Regions from separate parts of the Mus musculus genome. Here regions 2 and 3 are each linked to region 1. The links are chromatin contacts, called in public Hi-C and HiChIP or PLAC-seq maps. All regions are on one chromosome and are shown on one strand. Each heading gives the region's core, a stretch centred on a gene start, on an enhancer-like site or on the middle of the called end of the contact. The rest is flanking DNA. Distances are from core to core; before and after follow the strand shown.

What was found. HiChIP or PLAC-seq counts read pairs in DNA pulled down with a chosen protein or histone mark. A called contact is a pair of places that touch in the nucleus more often than the background predicts.
Region 2: a Hi-C map of bone marrow-derived macrophages shows a contact between it and region 1, with 2.6 times the contacts expected there. The contact joins two enhancer-like sites. A contact is called at or near these places in 4 of 15 datasets of contacts at CTCF or cohesin (the NIH/3T3 cell line, pro-B cells and stem cell-derived epiblast-like cells), 29 of 484 Hi-C or Micro-C datasets (B cells, the C10 cell line, the C3H10T1/2 cell line and 22 more), 22 of 115 datasets of contacts at active chromatin or transcription factors (CD8 T cells, the HPC-7 cell line, bone marrow-derived dendritic cells and 15 more) and 1 of 9 other capture datasets (embryonic stem cells).
Region 3: a contact with region 1 is called in a CTCF HiChIP or PLAC-seq map of the NIH/3T3 cell line, with 22 read pairs. The contact joins two enhancer-like sites. A contact is called at or near these places in 2 of 15 datasets of contacts at CTCF or cohesin (both in the NIH/3T3 cell line), 5 of 484 Hi-C or Micro-C datasets (B cells, bone marrow-derived macrophages, cerebral cortex and 2 more) and 8 of 115 datasets of contacts at active chromatin or transcription factors (cardiomyocytes, embryonic stem cells, heart atrium and 3 more).

The regions. Positions count from the first base shown.
Region 1 is chr2:167,798,289-167,803,288 of GRCm38.p6, forward strand. No RefSeq gene overlaps it. Among named protein-coding and RNA genes, the nearest start is that of Gm32513, 11 kb to the left of the region's middle. Within about 2 kb of position 2,498, at least 138 of the 459 cell types and tissues checked have an H3K27ac peak or open chromatin away from gene starts, as enhancers often do. A contact at or near this core is called in the NIH/3T3 cell line, Th17 cells, bone marrow-derived macrophages and 7 more, where this site is marked.
Region 2 is chr2:167,885,133-167,890,132 of GRCm38.p6, forward strand. No RefSeq gene overlaps it. Among named protein-coding and RNA genes, the nearest start is that of Gm33033, 10 kb to the left of the region's middle. Within about 2 kb of position 3,034, at least 62 of the 459 cell types and tissues checked have an H3K27ac peak or open chromatin away from gene starts, as enhancers often do. A contact at or near this core is called in Th17 cells, bone marrow-derived macrophages, hepatocytes and 4 more, where this site is marked.
Region 3 is chr2:167,864,451-167,869,450 of GRCm38.p6, forward strand. Gm32845 (a long non-coding RNA gene) reads left to right here. Exons shown (of 8, transcript XR_375289.3): 8 at 2,435-3,531. The region is part of intron 1 of Gm33033 (a long non-coding RNA gene); the gene reads right to left. Among named protein-coding and RNA genes, the nearest start is that of Gm32928, 6.2 kb to the right of the region's middle. Within about 2 kb of position 2,516, at least 68 of the 459 cell types and tissues checked have an H3K27ac peak or open chromatin away from gene starts, as enhancers often do. A contact at or near this core is called in the NIH/3T3 cell line, heart atrium and pancreatic cancer cells, where this site is marked.

The DNA.
Region 1 (5,000 bases), core at 1,248-3,747:
GAACTGGGTGGGGTGTCTGGCAGCAGCCACTACATGCCTGCAAACTCCTACTCAGCCTTCAGAACCCGGCATGCATTCCCCCTCCCAGGAAAGCCTTCCAGACAGTTCTGAGCTAGCCAGTCAGCTCCTACCACCTGCGACTCACAGGAACTTGGAATGTTTGCCTCCGTCTCCACGGACAGCAAGGCTGTTTATGCCCCCGGAGTGGACACGTAAGCAAGTACAGGAGTGACATCTCAGGTCAGGAACAGAAGACGTGAGAGTCAGTGCTGGCTCTGAACTAATGCTTATGGATTCTGTGTCTCCAAGGCCTGGCCTCCAGGACATGTCCAGGCAAAGGGACCAAGTGACATTTCTGCCCACTACTATCACCCCTTTCTGCTGAGTTTCCCCGAGGGACACTTGGGTCCAGCTTGTCCTTAGGAGGACTGGATGGTGATTAGAAGGTTCTGAGGCCGTGAAGTCCTGGCTAAGCGTTCCTGATATTAGGAAGTTATTGAAAGTCGGGCCAGCCACAATGCATACTGGGAAGACTTGGTCACTATGTCCACCAAGGAGGAGGGACGGGAGCCCTGTCGCCTGCAGGGGGAGGGGCAGGCAAGAGACATGGCAATGCATAGGTTAGAATGACAGAAAGGGACACGCAGGCCCGAGGGAGAGAGAGACAGGGGAAACGGAGGGGTGTCAAGGTGCGGCTTAAGGGCCTAACATCCTTGTGGTGCCTTATACTCACTCACTGCCTGCTGTAGGCACTGGGAACCTATGAGAAGCCAAGGCCCAGCCGCCGCCCCATGGCCACCTCAGTGCTTATCTGGGGCCCAGGCTGGGTACCTTGGTCTCCATAGCTCCTCTACCCTGAAACCGTGCTCTCAGATTAAACAGGAGGACCCGGGAACCTGAGGCACTGTTGGTGAAGCCCATGCATGGGACTTCCCAACACTATAGGGGTAGAGTAGGCTTGTGTCTGGGTGAACATGCCTGGCCCAGAACCCTTGGCTGCCTTCCCTCCTCCTCCTCCCCAGTGCTGCCCGCCTCTGCCGCCCTTTGACCCATTCAGTCTGTCACCCTGCCATGTTGTTTCCTATAAATCCCTCCTGGTCTTTTTTTTTTTTTTTTTTTGAAACCTCAATTCACAAATAGATTCCACATCATAAGACAGAGTGGCTTTTGGAGGCGAAGGAGCACTTTGTAGCAAAGGTCACGGCTGTCTCAGGTGTGTTTATTGGCGCTTAGTTTAAATTGCCCCTCACGTCCCAGGAAGGTGGAAGTCTTAAAATTACTTCTCCCTCCATCTGGCGCCGCCCAGGCCCGGAAGCTCTGAGTCGCCTCACACTGAATTATTAATTATGATTTTCTTCTGTAATTGTCTACCCTGGAGTATGGACCAGCAGGCTCTGACTTGCCTGACCTTAAAGACAAGAACTCAAAGGCTCTTGGAGATCAGTTGCCTCAGTCAGTGGAACTGCTGTGCGACCCTGGGCAAACACATTTCCTCTCTGGGCTGTTCCATATGTGTGGTGCGGAAGTGAAAGCTTTTGAGTCTGCTAGCAGGGATATTTTTCTCTTGTTCGGTTGGAGACAGTGTCTCAGCATGTAGCTTTGACTATCCTGGAACTATGTAAACTAGGCTGGCCTAGAACTCACAGAGATCCGCCTGCCTCTGCCTCCTGAATGCTGGGATTAGAGGCACGGACCCCCACTGCCCAGCTAGGAGGGACATTCTCTTAATTTCAAACTTGAAAGTGGGTCTCTGGTGCATTGTAATTTTAGATTTGGATGGTCCTAGGGAGGAAGAGAAATGGACACTCAGCCATCTTCCACAGGTCATCCCAAGGTCACCTGGGATCAACATCCATTTATTAGCAGACAGGGAAAAATTAAGGGGTGGAGCACCAAGGAAGGCCTGGTAGAGAGCCAAGAAAGTCACTTCCCTTAGAGACCATAGGCCAGAGATGATCACATGGTTCTAGGTGCAAAGCAAGTTGGGAAATGTAGTCCCTGACTAGACAGTTACTAACCTATAGCAACCTCTGTCCTCTGGTATTCTCTCTCTCTCTCTCTCTCTCTCTCTCTCTCTCTCCCTCTCTCTCTCTCTCTCCCTCTCTCCCTCCCTCCCTCCCTCCCTCCCTCCCTCCCCCCTCCCCCCTCCCCTCTCTCCCCTCCCTCTCCTTTCTTCTCTCTCTGTTTCTGTCTCTCTCTGAAATGTGACTTGCCTGGAACTCACAGAGATGTGACACTCTTTTTCTTTAGTTGCATTTTTATGTATTTGTGTGTTTTGGGGGGGGGGGGGTGGCGGAGGAGGGATAGGGAGGGGGAGGAAGATGGAGGAAGGGGGAGAGGGGGAGGGGGAAAGGGAGAGGGGGGAGGCTTTGCTTGCAGCAGTTCATGTGTGGGAGTCAGAGGACAGTTTCAGGAGTCAGTTGTCCCCTCACACCCAGTAGGCTGTCAGGCTGAATGGCAGGCATCTTTCCCTGCTAGGCCTCAGTGTTCTCAGTGTTCTCTTTTCAAAGGAATTACACAGAGGAAAGGAATTTCATCCCTTGTTTATCAGTGAACTAAAACATGTGAACTAAAGCATGTGACTTCCTTCCACGGAGAAAGCTCCTGTAAGGTCTGCCCTGTACCTGTGAGGGGGTCTAGTGTGGGCAGAGGATGGACAGACAGATACAAGGACAGACAGACGTTCAGATGAGCAGAGCACAGAGAGCTTGGAGCAGACTGTGGATGAGTCCCCATGACTAAGCCGAGAAGGCCTGTCAGTAGAAGAAGGGGGGCGGGGGGAGGCGGAGACCTTCTGAACACAGTGTGCGGCCATCAAGCATGCCCCTGCAGAAACAGTGTGCGGACCCAAACCTCACTCCACACGAAGCACTGAGGGGTAGGCGAGATGGCTCAGTGGGTAGTGTTCACTGTGTTAGTGCGAGCACCCAAACTCAGATCCACAGTACCCGTACAACTAGCCTGGTGTGATGGGGAATAACCAGGAGCCCAGTGCCTGGGGGTAGGGGTGGAGATGGGAGAATCCCTAGGACTCCCAGACCAGACACTCTAACTGAATCAGATCACTTCAGGCCATAGAAACCCTGCCCCCAAAAGATAAGGTGTCGAGAGCCAGAGGAGGACTGGCCAGTTGGGCCTCTCAAACACACACGGTCGAAAGAACCATTGACTCGAAAAAGCATAGTAAGAAGATAAGGAGTGGCCCAGCCTCAAGAAGGCTGAGCGAGAAGCTGCATGATGTGAGAACAAGGGAATTAGGGGAAGACCTGAGCTCGGATCCCTAGCACCCAGATAAGAGCTGACCATGTCTGAGCATGCTCGAAGCCACTGCACTGTGGGTGGGAGATAAGCAGATCCCTAGAGCTGCTGGTCAGCTGGCCTGGCTGAAACTACTTCTGTGCAGTGAGAGACCCTGCCTCAAAACACAGATAATGGAGACAGATAAATGACATCGTCCGCTGTGTCTGCGTGTGTATATGTAACACAACACACAGTATACACACATACACACCACACACATACCGTCACACATGCACTCTCAGTGCATGTGCAACACAACACAGTGTACACACATACATACACACCACACACATACACATACCACCACACACGCGCACACACACACATACTACATACCTATGCACACACACACATTCACACACATCCACCATCACACACACACACACACACACACACACACACACACATACACACACAAACACACAGGCAAATTTATCAGTGGCCTCATGGAGAGTCAACGATTATGTTCTTTAACGGCCCCATTACAAAGATGACACAGCAGAGCCTAGGCTATGAGGCTCCACAGTACGGTGCTAGCCTTACACACAAACTCATCAGTTAAAAAGGTAAAGCCAGCTGGGCGTGGCGCTGCATGTCTGTAATCCCAACACTCTGAAGTACCTGCTGAAGGAAGAGTCCAGTGAGTTTGAGGCCAGCCTGGTCTACATGGGACCAAAGAAACAGAATGCTGACAATGTGGCATGGGCCTGTCATCTTAGCTCTCTGCAGATTGAGGCAGGAAGATCGTGAGTTCTAGGCCATCGTGGGTATCCAGTGAGACCCTGTTGCAAACAACCATCCAAACAGGAAGTGAACTGAGCACAAGGGAGAGAGTAGGGGGGAAGGGATCACCATCCTTCATGCCAGAGATTCTGTGATGTTAGTCAGATATCATGGGCCGCATATTCTACTAAGTGCTTACAAAAGACGAGGACCCCAAACTCAGGGAAGGACTAGAGACTCGAGGTCCTGGAGTGGCAGTTAGTGTGGTGTTCAAAATGATGGTTAAAAAGTAGCCTAGGGGCGTGGCACAGGCACTCTGGACACAGTTGGAATCCCTGCCTTGAGATCAGCAAAGGCAGCTCCTTGTCCTGTGGCCGCGGGTGACATGACCGTGAGCCCGCTGACAGAGCACCACTTGGTGTGTGAGGAAAGCGCCCTCGAGGCTCACAGCAAACACCAGCCCTCAGAATTATGCTGAGCCAAACAATCCCAAACCAGAGGTTATACACTGTGTGATGCCATTTATAGAACATTCTAGAAACCACACAATTATAGAAATGGAGAACAGATTAGTGGTTGCCAGGGTCAGGGTCAGGGTTGGGGTGGGAAGTGGGTTTGGTTAGGGAAGAGCAGGGGGGCACTCTGTGGAACTGAATGTTTTGGGTCTCCATGATGTTACTGTAGGGGTCCTGGTGGGGTGATGTACTGTGGGTTTGTCCAATGTCATGGTCAGGCCAGGGGAAGGGCACTTAAGTCTGTGATAATCCTGGAAGTGGGTGTATTTCATAAGGACACTGTGAGACCCTCTCTGCCTAGGACCTGTTGAGAATCGCTGTGCCCTTGGGACACAGAGGCTTCTCAGAAACCTCAGGGGTGCTGAGGGGGGTGTGTGATGGGGTCACATTGTATCCTGCCTGTCTTCTCCTCAGGCCTCAGTTTCCCCATTTGTGGTGGGGTTGCAACTGAAACATGCACAG
Region 2 (5,000 bases), core at 1,784-4,283, 87 kb after region 1:
AGGAGGAGGCACTGCGGCTCACCCCCACTTAGCAGACAGTGACACTGAGAGCCAGCAGATGAAGCCTCAGCCGGGGCTCAGTCCTGGATGCTGCATCCATACACTTAGCAGCGGTGGAACCTGGAGCCTCCTGTCTAAGGCTTCGTTGTACCCCGGCTCATCTTGTCGTGTAAGATAGCATATCCTGAGCACTCCGTGTGGCAGTCACACACACATACACACACGATTTGATCTTGGGTCTTTGTTTCTGTTTGGGTTCAGATTTGGGGTTCTGAGATAGTATCTCTCACTAGGGAGCCCAGGCTAGCCTCAAGCGCAGGACTTTGCTGCCTCAGCTTTCTGAGTGCTTGCACGTCAAGTGCGCACCACACTCAGCTCACCTGGTGTTGCTGGAGCCACCTGCAGTATCTTCCTCTCCCCACCCCACCCCCATCAGCCTGGGGCCAGCAAGATGGCTCAGCAAGAACTCACCCCCCTCATCCCCAATAATGACTTTAAAAAATTAAAACATAATAGCATTGTTGACAAAGAATCCAAAGAGAAAAATCCACTTTCTAAATTGTGCAATTCAGGGTTTTCTGGCCTTCACGAAGCTGTGAAGCCACCACCACCACCCCCCCCCCTCCCGCCTCCTTCCTCTTCCCGTAAAGGGATCCCACCGCACAGGGCCTCTTCTGCCTTTATCGTGGAAAGTGGAAAGTGGTTCACGCAGCAACCAGCCCTTTGTTCCTTTTTGTGGCTGTATAGCACTCCCTTGTAGGAACTGATCACATTTTGGTTTTCCTTTCGTTGTTTGATGGACATTTGTTTTTACATTAATATATAGTTTTCTCGAATATAGATATCCAGGAATTCAATCATAGAAAAATTCAACTGTATTTGTGTGTGTGTGTGTGGTGTGTGGTGTGTACACGTGGGAGCTGGGGGGCTGAACACAGCATTCTGTGCGTGCTAAGTAATCTACCGCTGAGCCACATCCCTAGCCCTCCTCCTTTTTATTTTGAAACAGGATAAGCAGACTTGCACTCACTCTAAAAAATGAGGCAGGGCTTGACCTTGTGATCCTCCTGCCTCAGCCTCCCCAGCAGCCGGGATGACAGGCCTGTGACAGTAGAAGGGGCTCCCATTTAGCCCTTTGAGGCTCTGTGCAGCCATTCTCCCTTAGAGACCCTGCTGCTGCACCCTGCACACTGCTGCAAGCTCCCTCTGCCCCAGTTGCTACCACAGTTGTCTCTGCTGAACCCCACAAACCTGGTGAGGCACTAAGAGTCCACACCGGGGGAACACCCACTGTGGCTTCCATTTCTGCTGAGTTCTAACTAGGGCTTGAGTTCAGACCTGTGGGTGGTAACCTTAGAGGACTTTCTAGGGAGCAAGACAGGGGCTCTGGAATGTTCTGTGTTCATCTGGGGGCGGATTGCACAAGTGTGTACACTTGGTGAGGATTCATCCCCGTCTGTAGGATGTGTGTCTGAAGACATTTTTAATGAGCTGCTCTCAGGGTGTAGTAGCTGTGCTGATCGGGTGCACAGCTCACGTTTCTGCCACGAGGGGCACTTGTATGTATCTCAAGAACAGGAAGCAGCACCAAGAACCTTGTTTCAGAGCCTGGCTCAGTCACTGCTGAGTATGGGACCTTGGGCCAGTTGGTCACTTCTCCTCTTGAGCCTCAGTTTCCTGCCCTGTCTCTGTTTGGTTCCTCGCTTCATAGAACCCTCAGAAGTTTCCAAGAGACGGGGTCTGGGGGGATGGCTTGTTGGGTAAGAAGACCAGAGTTCAATTCCCAGAGGCCACATACAACATAAAAGCTAAGTGTGGGTTCCAGAAGTGTGTGACCCCAGGGCTGGGGAGGCGGAGACAGACCTGTGAACCCCTGAGGCTCACTGGGCAGACAGCCTAGCCTACTCAGTAGCTCCAGGCAGGGAGAGACCCCACCACACACACAAACAACAAGGTCAGGACTGGAGAGGTGGCTTGATGTCTAAGAGCAGCCAGGTTCAGCTCCCAGCACATACATGGCTCATAACCAGCTGTGACTCCAGCCCCAGGAGATCCAGCGTCCTCTTCCAGCCTCCTTAGACTCTGCATATGTGTGCTATGCATTCACAAAGATTCAAAGTGGGGGAAAAAATCAGCTGACGTGGTGATAAATGCCTTTAGCCAGGTGGATCTCTGTGAATCTGAGGCCAGCCTGATCTGTAAAGCAAGCTCCAGGCCAACCAGGGCTACATTGTGAGACCTTGTCTGAAAAAAAAAAAAAATCTAAAAATAAATAACTAAACGAAAAGGGTGGAAGGTATCTAAGGACTGGCAGCTGAGGCTGTTCTCTGGCCCACACTAGACACACAAGTGAGCATACAGAAACCACGTTTTAAAACAGGGAGATTATAAAGCACGAGGGAACTCAGAAAGAATTGCTTGCATACAGCACATTTCCCCAGAAGCAGAGGGGGAGGTGGGGGGCCAGGTCTAGGATTCCACTTGAGGTAGACAGACCTTGAAGACCCAGAGCTCTGGACCTTTGCGACCGAAACCCCGCCCATCTTTTGCTCTATTGGTCGGTTACCTGCAACCTCCCCCAGGTTCCTATCACCTCTTCCTATACGATCTCATTGGTGCAGTTGCTCAAAAGGCTCAAGGGACGGGAGTTTGTGTCCTTCTGACTCCGGCCCCCCAGATAGCTCTAGGTGCTTCCACACATCTCTATGCAGGCTGCAGGGGATGTGTCCCGCTCAGTCCCGTTTACCAAGGGTCCGATGACAAGATTGCTGCCTTGCCACCCGAGTCTGTCCTGGAGACTTTTCCTATTATTAACCGTCCTTTGCTTGGGGAGTGGGACCTGTGCTGTTTATGTATCTGTCCCCTACGATGGCTCAGAGCCACTTAGGTCAGCTGTAGATTCAGAGTCTACCCGAGATAAGATCGCCCTTCCCTAAGCTCCTCCCCTTTCCGAGCCCCGCCTTCTGCTGGCTGTGTTTGGGCTTTTACAGACTTTTTTTTTTCAAATTGACTTTGGCTTCTTGGCCTGAACTCTGAAGTGCTTGCTGATAAGATACGAGCTTGGCTGAGGCTGAGGGGCTGAGAGAGAGGGAAGGCAGGGAGCACAGGGGGCAGGAGAGGCGGGGCTTGGAGACGAAGTACCTAGTAACTGTGGGCAGTGGGCTGTGTGTCCTTGGTGGTGGGTCACGGTCTGCCTTAGGAGGAAAAGAAGTTGGTGGTGGCCACACCCCAGCCGTGGGCCCCCAGTTTCTCACTACCTCCTAGGGCAGCTAGATCAAACATGTGGCCATCTTTGCAGCTTCCCGAGCTAAACCAGACCCTCTGGGCAAGTTAGAGCAACGTCCCACAGGTCTGAAGGCATAGCCCAAAGAGATTTGCACCCTTCTGGCAAAGAAGCTGATTCCACGAGTACCCACATGGCGTGGTAGGCCGAATGTCACTATTTCAACCGTGCGGATATACATCCATGGTCAACTCTTTGTGGTGTTTGCCTGCTAGACAGTGATCTGGGCTAGAACAGGGGACTAAACCCATCCAGAGGGCTGAGAGAGAAGGATGCTGGACTGGGGAAGGGCTCCGTTGGTAGTGCGAATGGTCAGCTTGCTCAACATGCAAGGCTGATTCCATCCCTGGTGTGGCATAAACCAAGCACAGTGGTGCTGTGTGGATCTCAGCACTCCGCAAGCTGGAACCGGAGAGTCAGAACTTTAAAGTCACCCTTGCTGGCCTGGGTTTCATGAGGCTCTGTCACCAAAAATGTGCTTGTGATCTGGTGTGTAGGTGGACAGGTAGGTAGCAGGTCAGAGCAGGGGACACTGCAAGGCCTCCCCAGGCATGTCAGGTCCTGCTTGAACTCTCTGGCTCCCCAGGAAATCTAAAACGCTGAAGGCCACCACCCAGTCCTGCCCCTCCCTAGCCAGAGTCCAGAGCGCTGGTCTCTGCCTGCTGCCCTCACCTCCCACCTCCCACTCACGTCAGCTCCTCCTCCCGGATGCTCCAAACGATCCAGGTCCCTCTTCCAGAGGATCATCTGTAGCCACAGCCTCCCTGACCAAGCTCCGGTTTGCATGAATGGCCAGGATGGCCAGAGCCCAGGCTCTGTGGGTGACCCAGTAGTATCCCATGCTACCTCAGTTCCCCCATCTGGAGAGCAGGCAGTGATAGTACATATGTCACATCGGGATGGGAGGAAGATGACAGTTAACACACATGTTTAGAGGTGCCAGGCATCAGTCAGCGCCATTATTACACCCGGCTCCCCATCCCACCCCCCAAAGCCTCAACACGGTTCACTTCACATCTGGCAGACAAACTAAAGTGACCCCCAGATATGTTCATGAAGATGATTAGGGGAAGGAGGGCCTGGGACAGAAAAACCCCACAGGACTAACACACACACACACACACACACACACACACACACACACACACACACACACAAACATGCGCGCGGGCGCGCCTCAGGAGCCTGGCTTGGAGGAAGAAAACAACACTATCTTGTTTTCCTGTGGTCGCAGCGGAAGGGATGAAACAAGAAATTTTTTCCCTCTCTCACGTTTGATGTGTTTTCCTAATGTCCTCCAGAAGCAGTTTCTATTGAAATGGGAACTTCAATCACAGCGGATCCAGCAACGAATGGGCCATGGCCTCCCTTTCTGTCGCTGTTCCCACACGGGGGCCAGAAGTGGTGGGTCCCTTCAGAGTGATGAAGGAGATGGGGAGGCAGTGCTGGGGCATGGGGCTTGGTGCTAGACAGTCACAAGCTGACCCCAGAGCTTTGGGGTGTTCTGATACCACCCCACAAAAAGCCTGCTGAGACCATTTGAGAGCAAAGTCCTCAGCTGGGCCTCCCTGGTCACCATCCCTGCCCCCAGGTGTCTGGATGTGCTTTGTTGGCTTTCTGTGCAACCCTGTCAAAGGCGACATTATGAAGTGCCCAGTGGTCCCAAGGGAGCTGAATAGAGGAGCCCCCTGGTGATAGAGCCAGCCTCTGTCTCGCT
Region 3 (5,000 bases), core at 1,266-3,765, 66 kb after region 1:
TACTTCCGTTTAAACACGGGGCCCGGTGCCAGGCCATTAAGGGTTGGATCGGAAGTGTCCCCGAGAGCTTTGTTTTGAATACTTGAGCACCCCACGGGTGTTCTGAATTCTTATTTCCCAGCTGGCTTAACTGAGAAAATGCCTCCATATGATTGGCCTGCAGGCAAGTCTGTGGGGGCTTTTTTTTTCTTTTTAATTAGTGATTGATGTGGGAGGGTCCAGCCCACTGTGGGTGGCACCACCCCTGGGCAGGTGGGTCTGGGTTGGATAAAAAGGCAAACTGAGCAAGCTATGGGGAGCAGGCCAGTAAGAGGCGCTCCTCCATGGCCTCTGCTCAGTTCCTGCCTCCAGGTTCCTGGCCTGAGTTCCCGCAGGGATGGACTATGATCTGAGCGCTGAAACAAACCCTTTCCTCCTCAAGTTGCTCTTGCTTATGGTGTTTATCGCCGCCATAGAAACCTGACTGGACACAGACAAATCCCCAGAGCTCCCTGGCAGGCCAACCCATAGCCAAGTGGGTTTAGTGAGAGTCGCTATCTCAAAAACTAAGGTGGAGAAAGATAGAGGAACACACCCACATGTGGACCTTTGACCTCCACATGCACATACACGTGCACACACATGCCCCTGCGAACACACACACACACACACACACACACACACACACACACACACATGCACACACAGAATAATCCATGAAAAACAAGACAATTCCCTTTCCCTCTTTCCTCATAGTCCTTGCTGATTGTCACCCAGTGGGCTGAACCTCATGTCACACTAGAGGTCCTGCGTCTGAACACCTGTGGAGCTGTCAACATTATAGGACATTATAGGATACAGAGCCAGCTGCTACAGAGACTGAGAGAGGATCAGAAGTTAAAGGCTAGCCTGGTCAACTAACGAGACCCAATCTTAAAAGGGGGGACAAAAGAACCCTCATGTGGTAGATAATGGGGTGGGAGCATCAGGGGTAGGAGGTCTGGGAGGACACTCTGGCCAGGATGAAGCTGGGAAGCTAGGTCCTGGGAGGGGGGACACTTTGGTTGTAGAGGGCTTGTCTAGCAGTCACAAGGCCCAAGGTACAGCCACTAGTAAAGGTAAGGAGAGAAAGAGAGAGAGAGAGAGAGAGAGAGAGAGAGAGAGAGAGAGAGAACTAGAAAGGAGGGGAGAGCCAAGCAGGGGAGGAGAAGAAGAAGGAGACAGGATACAGCTGGATTTGACTTACAGATTAACAAGAAATGACTTCTTTGTCTATGTGCCCAAACAATGCTTGTGACTGACTCAGCCTGTTTTCTCTGGGGATCTGGTCCTGCATAGACAGAGACACACTAGAGCGTGTAAGTCTATGCTCAGCAACTCATCTAGGGGTGCTGCGTGCAAATCCCTCAGGAACCAGCCCTGGAGTCCAGGTCTTCCATACCAGCTGCATCACCAGGGCTAGCGAACAGTCTTCTCTGGGCTTCACACTTAGATGTCCATCTTAGATAGTGACAAGTGGCAGACTTGGGGAGCTCTGGGCAGAGCCTGGAGCTGTGTGTCTGATGAAGGGAAGAGCTTGCCAGTCATCTCCTGCGACCTGGCTCTAGCCAGTGAGACCACAAGAAGCCCTTCTGGGATTCATACTCTGAGAAGACCATGTCTCTTAAGGGCCAGGCAGTACTGTCCCCAATCTTCATTTTTGCCTTAGGCATCATAAGAATGTAGTGTTAGAATCTAGTGTGAGAGTCCAGCCTGGACACACCTGCAGTGGCTCCTCCCATTTCACAGACACCCACTGAGGCACTGTCTGGGAGTCAGTCCCTAGCCAGCAGACACCCCAGGGCCAGGACTTCCACCTGGGAAGTGAGTTTACATCAAGGGTATTGGTGTCCACGCATGAACTTGCACCCCATCCCTTGCCTCCTGTCTAGGAATCAGAGAACCTGGCTGTGGGCTTGTGCCAGATACAGAAATTTGACTGTCTCCCAGCAACCATGGTGGGGAATGGCACATCCACATCTGACCATTGCAAAATATTAAAGCAAATCCACCCTGGGCCCAATGTCATGGGCCATCCAGGATGACACTGCCTCCCTGGGGGACACTTGGTAGTGATGGAGTGTTCACTGACGGCCCTATTTAGGAAAGGACACCAGGACAAATATGCCTCTTCCTGTGCCCAGAACAGCGGAGAAAGATCGGGCCCAGCCTGCCAACAGGGTTGTGTCTGGCAGTGTCTGTGACCCTAGGGAGGCAGGGAGTCTGCTGGGCTCTAGGAGAAGTGTGACCCCCCCACCCATGCTAGGAAGTCTTTTACTTGCCCTCTGTCCCCTCAGCCACGTTTCCATCTGGGGACCGCCTACCTTGCCCATCTCTGAAGTAAACAGCCACATCCGCCCATCCCAAGGTGGTATAGGACACACTTCCAGGATGTCATACTCTGTCTGTCCCCCAGCCAGGCCCGTTTCCATGTGGTGGGTGCATTGCACAGTACCATCCGCCCCCAGGCGGTTCCAGCTGGAAGCCAGACAGGCCTTTTGCTCCTGGAATGCGGGACCCACGCCAAGCTGTGGAGAGGGCCGGCTGATAACGGAGTGCTGACCACTGCAGACTGCTTCCTAGAGAAATGCCTTCACCTCTTCTGCCCAAGTTCCCAGGATGTGGCAAGCCCCAAGATTCCTGGGTCAGTGGGGCAAATTTCCAGAATCTTCCATCCCAGCCTCACATATTCCCAAGAAAGTGTAACAAAAGCTTCCTGGCTGGGGAGTTCTGGGAGTCGATTAAAAAATGCAAGAGGGTATGCTGGCCACACTAAAGTGCTCTTTCTCTCTGGGTCCTCTTCTTGAGGGAAAATTGTTTGTTTACCCAGGGATGGTTATGCCCGCAGCCGTGGCTGCTCTATCCCTCCACCCACCAGCCCTGTGCCAGCACCTCATGGCCGTCAGTCACCAGCACATCTGTCTCTTTGCTCTGAGGGCCACACAAGACACACAGGAAGTGACTGAGCATCTGTGCCTTCAACAGCCATCTTCCTCACATTAATGAGCTGGGCAGGAGCTCACTACATCTCTCTGTCCCTCTTCCCGATATGACCACACTGAATAAGGCTCTTTTTCTATTTTCTACTTTAAAACTGGCTGAGACCGGTGGCTGAACCTAAGTTGAGGCAAAGGTTGTGAGCCCCAAGTTCGGTAATACCTAGGGGTTTGATGGAGCCTGGGTCTGTCCCATCCAGTCCCTGCTGCCTGGTGAGAATGTCTTGGAGGTTGTTTTGTGTTGTGTACGGGGACCAGGAACTCTCTGTGGGATTCAGTGGCCACTGGGCAGTGCCAGCTCTAGAATGGCCCTGCGAGGGCTGCCTTCCCCCATTAGCCTCGTGTCCCCATCCTTAACTTTCTGGTGACAGCCTCAGTCCCAGGTTGAGACCCAGGATTTTGTAGGTCAGATAGATGTGGCTGTCCCCACCCCATCCCCAAATGCCCAGGACTCAGAAGTTGGACAACACCAGACTTCAGGGAGACACTGGGCCCTGTGTTGAAGCCTCTACACCGCCCTGCCCTCTGTTCTCAAGAATCTACATCAGCGGTTCTCAACCTTCCTAATGCCGCGACCCTTTAACACAGTTCCTCATGTGGTGGTGACCCCCCACCATAACATTATTCTTGTTGCTACTTCATAACTGTAATTTTGCTACTGGTATGAATCATAAAGCAAATACCTGTATTTTTTTGATGGTCTTAGATGGCCCTTGTGAAGGAATCATTCACCTTTCAAAAGGGTCCCGGGACCACAGGACAAGAGCCACCCCCCTTATATGAGCTGTCTCCTGAGCTCCAGACCCCACTCACAGCTTCCCCAGGGCTTTGTGTTTCCTCCTCCAATCTGCTACCCAGGGCCCTGTGTGTTCAGACATCTCCCTGGGTGCCTGTTGCCCATCCCCGGCTGGGCATTCCCTCACTGTCCTTCCCCTGTGTGCATTGAATAGCACAAATCAGTAGGAAGCCAACGTGCTGCTGAACGATCTTGGGCTAAGAGCTAGGGTAGGGGGATGAGCTATTACTTTCGAACCCTGAACAAAACCTAGAGCAATCCCGGCTTCTATGGGCGTGTTGGAAAGTCCATGACATGTCTAAGCAGTAGGAAAGACTAGGGGCTGATTAGGACGCCTTGCTGGGACCCAGCTGTGCCTTGGTACTCAGGGAAGCCTTCCCTGAGGAGGTTATGCTGCAGCTGACGTATGAGAAGAGATGGAGAGAGATGGGAAGAAGAGATGGGAGACGAGGGACCTCGCGTGCCAGTACCAGAGGGGTTTCGAGAGGATGCAGCAGGGGGTGAAGGGGGGCAAGCCAGTCTGACCCCAGGCGCTCCTCACTCATTTTGGACCTACTGTGTGCTGGGCTCACAGGCAGCTTGCTGTCCCATGGAGCCCCAGCTAGAGGGTAGGACAGTTGCCAAGCAGAGAGGGAACAGATGTTGATGCCCAAAGACTGACAAGCATCAGCATATCTCTGCCGACTGGAACTGCACACAGCTGGCTCCCCAAGAACCGAGGTAAATGCTGTGTGGAGATACACATTCAACACACAAATGCACATACACGTACATATACACATGCATGCGTGTACACACACAGCATAAGCATTGCATGCATGTGTGCATATATACATGCACGCACATGTGTGCACATGCACACAAACACACACAAAAATGAATAATTCCTTGAACTGCATACAAGACAGGTATGAAGGAGCCAGGTGTATCAACTCAACGCCTTGGAGGCCGAGGTAGAAGGGTTGTGAGCTTGGGACCAGCCTGGGCCTGGCTCTCCAAAATCAAATTTCCCTGTCCTGTGATCCTGTTGGTCACCCTCCATGCTGAGGTCACCTTCCACGCAGGCAGAGTGGTAGTCTCCCGGAAGCAAGGAGCTGGGCTAGGCCATGTCACTCACATGAATATTCCCTACCCCTATAACCTCTTTCTCCTTTGCCCAGAGCCTGGCAGGCACAAGGCTCTAGTGGGCT